3 separate regions of the Mus musculus genome follow, and regions 1 and 3 are each linked to region 2. The links are chromatin contacts, called in public Hi-C and HiChIP or PLAC-seq maps. All regions are on one chromosome and are shown on one strand. The core of a region is the stretch at or near the end of the contact, and the rest is flanking DNA. Distances in the headings are between cores, read along the strand shown. Region 1 has its middle 4.7 kb from the start of Gm36834. Region 2 overlaps Rad51b (RAD51 paralog B). Region 3 overlaps Actn1 (actinin, alpha 1).

Region 1 (2,743 bases), core at 115-2,614, 660 kb after region 2:
AACTGTCATAGGCTATGGAAACACAAAGGCCCTGAACCCCTGGAAGTCATTACTCCTTCCTTTAGCAATTGTTGAATTAAGCATCATAAATATGGTTCCCATCCTGCTCCCCGCCCCCCAACCCCCCCCCCATTGCAAGCACACTCATGTGCACACACACACACGCACACACACACACACACACACGATCTGCTGGACATATGTTCAGAAGAAAGTAGGGACGCAAGTGAGAAAAAAAAATTCCCATGTCCTGAGTCAAGAGCTTGAGAGCTTTAAAGACGCTGGGGTGGAGGGTGGGTGATGGCGTGCTGGAAATGGACTATCCATAGGATTTATAGCTTATATGTTTCACAAAGCTTTTCTTAACATATAAAAATCTGTAGCGTATGGCTTTTCCCCCCCTTTTTGGTATAGGGCAGTAAACAAGAGCTTTGAAAGGAGAAGGAAACCAGGAGAAAGCCGGCTCCATTAGTCACGCAGCTGCGTATCCTGTCACAAAGGACCCCAGTTGAGTAATCGCCCAAAATATGCCTGTTATTTTTTTTCTGTCAGAAAAAAAGGGGGGCTGCCAAAACGTACTGTACAAAAAAAAAAAAAAAAAGAAAGAAAGAAAAAGAAAAACCCAGCTGGCTTTTCAGCCCCCACCCCCGGGGGTGGGGGTGGGGTCAGAAAATAAAGAAGAAACAGGCATAGCTTGGAAGTGTTCTCCCTACTTGTCTTTGCAAGAAGAAGCTCTCAAACTGCTTGTGGCAATGGAGCCTGCAGGGCTGGAGGATTGGCTGGCTCCTTGGACATCTAGAGTCCTTGCATGCCATCATGGGGTTCCCAGATGTTAAGAAGGCAAAGGCTGCAGAAGAAGGCAGGAAGAGGCAAGAAGTCACCCAAGAAAGGGATCCTAGAGAGTGAATATGTCCTTTGAACATCCTTATGTGAGAGACTTCAGGGCTCCAGAGCGAATCTGTGGCAGTTCACACCCGTTCCGTTCCATGAGCCCTGTGTGAGCCCTGCAGGGGCCACTGACTTTCTCCCAGCAAGCACCGCTGCCGCACCGGCAGCTTTTCTGATGAGCTCAGCAAAACCGGCTTTGGCTCAGGCGTGAGCCATGCTTGCAGTGTTTGAAAGACAGATGGAACAAGAGGAGGAGTAGGAGGATATCTAACTTGGGGGGACAAGCTGAGGAACTGGGGCTCAAAATCCAGCAAGGGTGTGTACATCTGTAGTCTCAGCTACTTGGGGGACTGAGGCAGGAGGATTATTTGAGCATATAAATTCAAAGTTCAAACAGTGGGTGGGACGACACTCTGCAGTACACTCCAGTGAGTGACGCTTACCACGGAAGCGAAAAGCCCGAGTTCAAGCCCCAGGATCCACGTGGTAGAAGCAAAGAGCCAACTCCCACACAGCATCACACGTGCTGATAAATTTTGAACTGTATGTGAGTTTTAAATTTTTAAGAAAGAAGAGAGAAGACTTTAAGGGAGTGGGGAGAGGGTGCTCTAGAGGAAGACTGCTTTGATTGGAGCTGCCTACGACTTCCGGTGCGAAATTTCCTGGATCAGCTTTCCAAAGGGTGGCAGGCACCTGGTGAGGAGGCCAAACCACTGCAAAGGCGCTCTAAAATTTCATCCAGTCACCATCTTTATTCCATGCTCTTAATCCGTCGTCCTCAGGACTTGGAGGGCAGGGGCGATCAGTCCTAGTACAAACTGTACTCTCAAAAAGTCACACTTTTTCTCCTGCCAAGACTGTCGAGAGTCAGAGCTGTCCCCAAGAAGCGGGGCTTCTATCTCTATACCAGAAAGCTGTCTCCTTAAGAAAGGGAAGGACCAAGAATAAAAATGTGTATGAAAAATGAAAAAACTAAACCCCACTATCTTGTATACTAATTAAAAAATAAAGAAAAGGGAGGTAGGGTCTGCACCACCATATGGACATGAATAGCAGATGTGCTGTTCCTGTTCTAGGCTATCTGGGTTAGTCCTAGAGAAGACAGACAGACAGACAGACAGACATGTCCACGTGCGCACATGCACACACACACACACAAACACACACACACACACACACACACACACACATGGAGATGAGAAGTTTAGGAGACCTTCACAGGGATGTCTCCAGGGACCTGAGTCCTAGGTCCCTACAGATTGCTTTAGGAAAGCTCAGGGTTTTACAGAACCAGGACTTTAGCCCTGTACTGGCTAGTTTTGTGTCAACTTGACACAGCTGGAGTTATCACAGAGAAAGGATCTTCAGTTGAGGAAATGCCTCCATGAGATCCAACTGTAAGGCATTTTCTCAATTAGTGATCAAGGGGAAAGGCCCCTTGTGGGTGGGACCATCTCTGGGCTGGTAGTCTTGGTTCTATAAGAAAGCAAGCTGAGCAAGCCAGGTGAGGCAAGCCAGTAAAGAACATCCCTCCATGGCCTCTGCATCAGCTCCTGCTTCCTGACCTGCTTGAGTTCCAGTCCTGACTTCCTTGGTGATAAACAGCAGTATGGAATTGTAAGCTGAATAAACCCTTTCCTCCCCAACTTGCTTCTTGGTCATGATGTGTGTGCAGGACTAAGACAAGCCCCTTGAGGCTTTGGATCCCAACTAAGGCAGAGTCCCATCCAGCTCTGACCTTAGAACCAAAGTTCCGAGATAGCAGTGCATGGGCACCTAATCTCCATGAGGGACACACCTCAAATTGTAGTTATGGCCTCCTGCAGGGAACAGGCTCCAGGTTATGAGGCAAGAG
Region 2 (2,785 bases), core at 164-2,663:
GATACTGTTAGAAATGTTGCTAAGAAGTGAAACCATTCAGAAGGACAAAGTGGTTCTAGCAGGAACCACTGTTGCGTCAACCTCAGAGACTCCCTTACAGGAGTTGAGGATCATAGCTGCTGCTGCTGTTCCTTTCCTATAGGAGCAGATGAGTATCAGGACTGTCATTTAGGTTCATATTTTAACAGGCTGGGATAGGTGGGAAAAAGTGGAGTGTGTCTCTGGCGTGGTGTGAGCGGAGATGTTTCTTCATTGAGAGCTGGATTGCTGTGATGCGTGTGGAACTGCACACAGAGATGGTGGCGTGCCCACCCATTGGCTATTCTCTTGTAGTATGTCAGGCTGCTGTTCTTAGTCCCCTTGCCACACCTTTAGCCTGATGTTCAAACACTGGCAATCAGGATGTGTTTAATGTTGATCGAGGTAAATAAAGATTGAACATGGTGGGCTAGTTAGAGGCACAACGAGTGCGCTCTCTCTCTCTCTCTCTCTCTCTCTCTCTCTCTCTTTCTCCTTAGCAGTTGAATGTTAACAGACCGTTGAAGAAGTTGTTCTTTTTCCTCAAGAGCTTCCCGTCAGCTAGCCCAGCAGCATGGTCAGTGTGGACTTGTGACTCTGGCTTTTCAGTTGTGTTACAGGAAAAGGTACTAGCCATCTGTGTGCTGCAGTTCTTTAAAATACATATTTTCAATCCTTCAGCTGGTGGTGGAAAACATCTCAGCAGCTCCTGGGGCTGAGGCAGGAGGATTGTGGATATAAGACAGGCCCGGGGTATATAACAAGAGCCTGTCTCAAAATCAAATAAGATAAGAGAGGGATGGAGGAAGGGAGGGAAAAAGAGGAAGACAGACAGATATCCCTTTGATTGGAGTCTTGTGACCTGCTTAAACTCTTCTGGCACTTTCTCTTTGACGCCTGTCCACACCCAGGAAGATATCTTAGATTGCCCTCTAGTTATCTTAGTCATGTGCTTTGAGCAGTGAAGGCATGAGTCAGAGAAGGCTTATGCTAATGATTTTTTGGGAGGGGGTTCCTGCAATCTTATTTAGAGTTCGAAATGGCACTAACTGACATTTTTGCTCCTTTGAGAAATTTGTAACTGAGTGTTGCATAAGGCTGACATAATTGAGGGTGTAGGCTTCCTTTAGAACACAGCCCCCAGGAGACTGTTCAGTACAGAATGTAAAGATGCTAAGATGATAGTGGAACTCTTGGCTGCCAAGTCATAGGACTGTCTCTTCCAGTTTACCAGTTTATGTATAGTCTGCTGTGTAGATGATGCTGGTCTTCAGAACCCCTCCCCCCTCTGGTTTTTTTTTTTTTTTGGCTGTTATGTCCTGTTGGCACTTGTGGTTAAGAATAAATAGCTCAGACCCTGTTAAACTGCACTTGCTTGTCCAGACTAAAGGTCAGCTGTGTGTGACTAAGGAAATTGTCTGCATTTTATCTAGTGTTATGAGGTGGTGAGAAGGCTATTGTATTGATTGCAGGCTAGGGAGATAATTTGTAAACACGGCTTGGGGATAGGAAGAGGTGTCTTAGATAAGAAAAGCAGTGATCAAAGGATCTGTATTTGCTGTTGATCAGCTCTAACTGTGAAGCATCTGGGGCGTTGGGCTGTAAATTGAGAGATTAGCTGAGAATCATTGACTTAATACTCAGCCGGTTGCTGTGAGCTGAGAGCAAGTCAGCCATGTTCCTTGTCTTTAGGGACTTAGACTTGCTGAGACAACAGAGGCAATTACTTAAAACCCATGTTGAAGTGAAGGCTTTCTCTTTTAGAATCCTCTTTCCAGTGTGAAGCAGAGACAACAGGGAGCATGGGAGAAACGACAGCAAGCCTATTTTAGGTACATGTCTGTACCCTGCATGTGATACGGGTCACATTGCCCTGGGAAATAAGCTTTAGAAATGGTAAAATAGTTGTGTGTCTGTAGTACAGATGCCGTGTAAAATCCCTTATCAGACACAAGACTGACAATATAAGAGGAATACTAAATTCCTTAAAAGAAATCTCAGTAGCTGTGGATAAAACCAAAAAATTTTTTTAAATGGCAAAAGTGAAATTTTTTAATAAAAAGGCATAAATTCAGAATACTGATGACAACCGGGCAGCTGCCTGGTGGGAAGATGGCTTCTACTGCCCCCGTTGTGTCTCGTCTTCTGGGGCTACTGGAGTGCAGCAGCTGTGTAGAAAGCAGCAACATTCACGTCAGCATGTTCTAGTCACTGAATGTGTGAGACCAGCGTCTGACAGTGTTGTTTGCTTGGTGAAGGTCACTTCTTGGTGATTGTGCTTTGGTGTGTCTGTCTCCAGCATGGTTATTTACACCTTCAAGACCTAATCTAGCCAGGCACTGTCAAAGCTTCATAGACAGATACCATCACTCTGTAGATTAGGGTTTCAACAGAGAATTTTGGGAGAGATGTAAAATTTTAGTCCACAGCAAATTATCAGATTAGAGATATTCCACCCACCCCCCATCTTCCTTTCTTATTGCTGGGAATTATCTCTAGGGTCCTGGCATGCCACTGAGTTACATTAATAGCTTTCTAGACAGAAAAAGTGCTAATTAAAAGAGTAGTTGGCAGGTTCATAGGCACGCATTTCATAGCCATGCCTTGTAACCTACACAGTGTGTGTGTGTGTGTGTGTGTGTGTGTGTGTGTATTCTTTTGCATTTATCAAATGTTTTATTTTTATTTTTTAAAGTCATGGTGTTTTGCTGGTTAAATATATTCCAACTTGAATCGTTTTAGAACTTTTGCTTATGTTAAGTTGCAG
Region 3 (2,700 bases), core at 50-2,549, 870 kb after region 2:
CAGCACCAGCTGAACTAAGACCTTTACTGTGGTTCGTGGGATAGCTCAGGCTCTTCTAGGAAAGCCAGCTAGCCGTAAAGACACAGTGTGACCACCCAGCTCTGCCTGCCACCCTGTAGGTAGATTGGGGTATACAGTAACGTGAAGACCTTTTTAGTTGTCCCCGGTCCCAGACAGAAGAGGGAAGCTAAAGGGCAGCTCAGGACACAGACCGAAAAATCACCTCCAATGTTCAGATCCAGCCAGAAGGGGGGCGCTGGCCCTGTGGCTCCCTGGGGATGCGGAATGGGTCAGGTCGGGCAGGGTTCTCTTCTAAGGCTCAGTTTTGGGACGGTAGAAAGTGGGTTTGAATTCTTGACTCTTGGCTTCTGAACACAAAGCCCATTGAGAAAGACAATGAATAATTAAAGAGGCAGCCAAGCCGGCAGGCAGTGTGGAGGCCAGGGTGTGAGCAACGCCCTGTTTGGGCTTGGGCTGGCCCCCTGTCAGCAGCCTCTCTGGAAGCAGGCCAACACATATCCTTCTGATCAACCCCATTCTCTCCCCACCTCCCTCAGGGAGTTGGAGCTGACTCATTCATTCATTCACTTGTTCATGCGTTCGTTCTCAGTGAGTACTGATACTGTAAGTGAATAAAACCAGTTCCTAGGTCACGGAACCTAGAGTTTCCACAGGGGACGAAAGCACAGGGCAAGCGAAGTGCCTATGTAGGAAATGCCAGAAGCATGAGCTCGTGGCTGGGTTCTGACCTGACCCCTGTTCTAAAGAGTGCTACTTAGGTGAAAAGTTTGCAAAAGAGGCGCTCCAGATTATAGCTAAGGGGGAGGGGGCTGATAATAAAAGCTATTCGTATTACATCGCCAGTGAGAACTGAGCTGCATGCATATGCTGCAAGGTACGGGGAGTGGCCGTTCAAGCAGAAGAAACAGAACAACCAAGGCTCTAGGTAGGGCAGAAGCCAACTCAAAAAAACAAAAAGAAACAAACATAGCCCCTGTGGCTAGCACCAGAGGTGAGCACAGTGCCAGAGGCCCTGGAACCTGGGTGCCCACAGAACATCGAGATTATTCTCCCTGAGAACAATGGAAGCCACTCACAATCTCTGATCGGATTTCAGCTGAAATAAATAAAAGGGCGGCGAGGTGGGTGTGAGATGTGGGTGTGGGTTAGCACACAAGGACACCTTCATCTGGCAAAGAGACTTCATGCTGCTGCAAGCAGATGTAGACAAAGGGGTGACCTAAGACAAGGTAGCTCAAACCCAGCTGGTGAATGCAGATAAGTGGGTGGGGCCTAGACACACTCCAGGCAGGGGAGTTCAGAGACCACCCCTACCCCACCAGGCATCACATCTGAGCTGAGCCCACAGGGAGGGAAGGGGAAGGTGGCAGAGTCGCTATGCCCAGCCGTACTCCTACAACTAACCAACACTCAGGCAAACCACCCTGTGAGCCGTGAGAGCCCCCTGGTAAACCGGGGGTGTAGAAAGCCTAAAGATCACCTCCCAGGCACTGGGCCAACCAGCCGGCATGACTGGCTGCAAGCAGCTACGCACATTCCCATCTGAGTTGGGGAGCCAACCTTGCCCATGCTTCTACAAGGCTCTCCAGACCAATCAAGATGGACAAAGGGACACTATGTATCCATGGGACTTCCTCAACAGCCTCGGCAGGAATTGCAGCCCTGCCCACCCTACCTAGCCCATGCCACGTAAAACACGCCTTCCCATCCTTTTACATCCCAGCACCTATTGATTCTCAATGGCTCTGGGACAAAGCCCAAGGCCTGCCAGGCTCACCTGGGTCTTAATTTTCAGAAGGCACACCTGGGGCTCCACCTCATCATCTGTCACCTCAGCTGCTCTTTACAGGCCCCTAAGATGGCCTGAGAGAGTCACCCCTCACTTCTCCATCCTTTAAAGGAATATTTGCAGGAACATGGACACATGGCATCAGAAGCCCCGAGTTCTAATTCTGGGTCCACCGCTGGTGATCAGGTTTCCCTCTACAATGTCCCCCACTTTCAGAGGATTCCTCTCTGCCTCCTATCAATGCGCTGCATCTGGTTAAGATCAATTATTCAGGGAGAGTGAGCTAAAGAGAAAAAAAAAATCACATTTCTCAAATTAGCCCCATTATATCAAATGCTGTCAGAAATCCCACCCTGACAAATGCCACTCTAGTTCAGGAGCCCTAGGGTGGGGCCCACAAATTAGTATTATAACAGGCACTCCAGGCAAACCCTGTAACCAAGCAAGCTTGGACAACTGTGGGCTAAAGACATACACAAGAAGTCGGGGCTCCCGGCCTTCGCAAAGAAGGCTAAAACACAGTTCGATTCATCCCACTATCTTCACACCTATCTACACGCGCTCACCAGGTACAAGACACCAGCCCAGGTGGTCTACATCCGACATGCTGGTTTAGTTCTAACAAGGTCCCCACAGGGCACACATCCCTGTCTGTCTCTACTGGTGAAGAAACTGGGGCCTAGGGAGAGGCTTCAACGAGTAAGGCGCTTGCTGCCCAAGAATTCCCAGCACCCACGTAAAAAACCTGGGGTGGTGACACATGACGGTAACCCCTGTGCTATGGAAGCAGAGACGAGTGGCACCCTAGTTCCCTGGATGAATCTGGGAGCTCTAGGTTCGGTTTGAACAACTAAGTAGACACCAGACATCAAGCCCATATGCATGTGTGC

The links. A called contact is a pair of places that touch in the nucleus more often than the background predicts. HiChIP or PLAC-seq counts read pairs in DNA pulled down with a chosen protein or histone mark.
Region 1: a Hi-C map of bone marrow-derived macrophages shows a contact between it and region 2, with 13 read pairs. The contact joins two enhancer-like sites. A contact is called at or near these places in 1 of 15 datasets of contacts at CTCF or cohesin (large pre-B cells), 5 of 484 Hi-C or Micro-C datasets (adipose-derived mesenchymal stem cells, bone marrow-derived macrophages, cranial neural crest and 2 more), 7 of 115 datasets of contacts at active chromatin or transcription factors (bone marrow-derived macrophages, double positive thymocytes, embryonic basal ganglia and 3 more) and 1 of 9 other capture datasets (embryonic stem cells).
Region 3: an H3K27ac HiChIP or PLAC-seq map of extraembryonic endoderm stem cells shows a contact between it and region 2, with 11 times the contacts expected there. The contact joins two enhancer-like sites. A contact is called at or near these places in 1 of 484 Hi-C or Micro-C datasets (liver), 8 of 115 datasets of contacts at active chromatin or transcription factors (bone marrow-derived macrophages, cardiomyocytes, differentiating embryonic stem cells and 5 more) and 1 of 9 other capture datasets (embryonic stem cells).

Annotation. Positions count from the first base shown.
Region 1 is chr12:80,013,462-80,016,204 of GRCm38.p6, forward strand. No RefSeq gene overlaps it. Among named protein-coding and RNA genes, the nearest start is that of Gm36834, 4.7 kb to the right of the region's middle. Within about 2 kb of position 1,365, at least 109 of the 459 cell types and tissues checked have an H3K27ac peak or open chromatin away from gene starts, as enhancers often do. A contact at or near this core is called in bone marrow-derived macrophages and heart atrium, where this site is marked.
Region 2 is chr12:79,351,353-79,354,137 of GRCm38.p6, forward strand. The region is part of intron 7 of Rad51b (RAD51 paralog B); the gene reads left to right. Among named protein-coding and RNA genes, the nearest start is that of Rad51b, 55 kb to the left of the region's middle. Within about 2 kb of position 1,414, at least 100 of the 459 cell types and tissues checked have an H3K27ac peak or open chromatin away from gene starts, as enhancers often do. A contact at or near this core is called in bone marrow-derived macrophages, extraembryonic endoderm stem cells and heart atrium, where this site is marked.
Region 3 is chr12:80,223,237-80,225,936 of GRCm38.p6, forward strand. The region is part of intron 1 of Actn1 (actinin, alpha 1); the gene reads right to left. Among named protein-coding and RNA genes, the nearest start is that of Actn1, 36 kb to the right of the region's middle. Within about 2 kb of position 1,300, at least 21 of the 459 cell types and tissues checked have an H3K27ac peak or open chromatin away from gene starts, as enhancers often do. A contact at or near this core is called in extraembryonic endoderm stem cells, where this site is marked.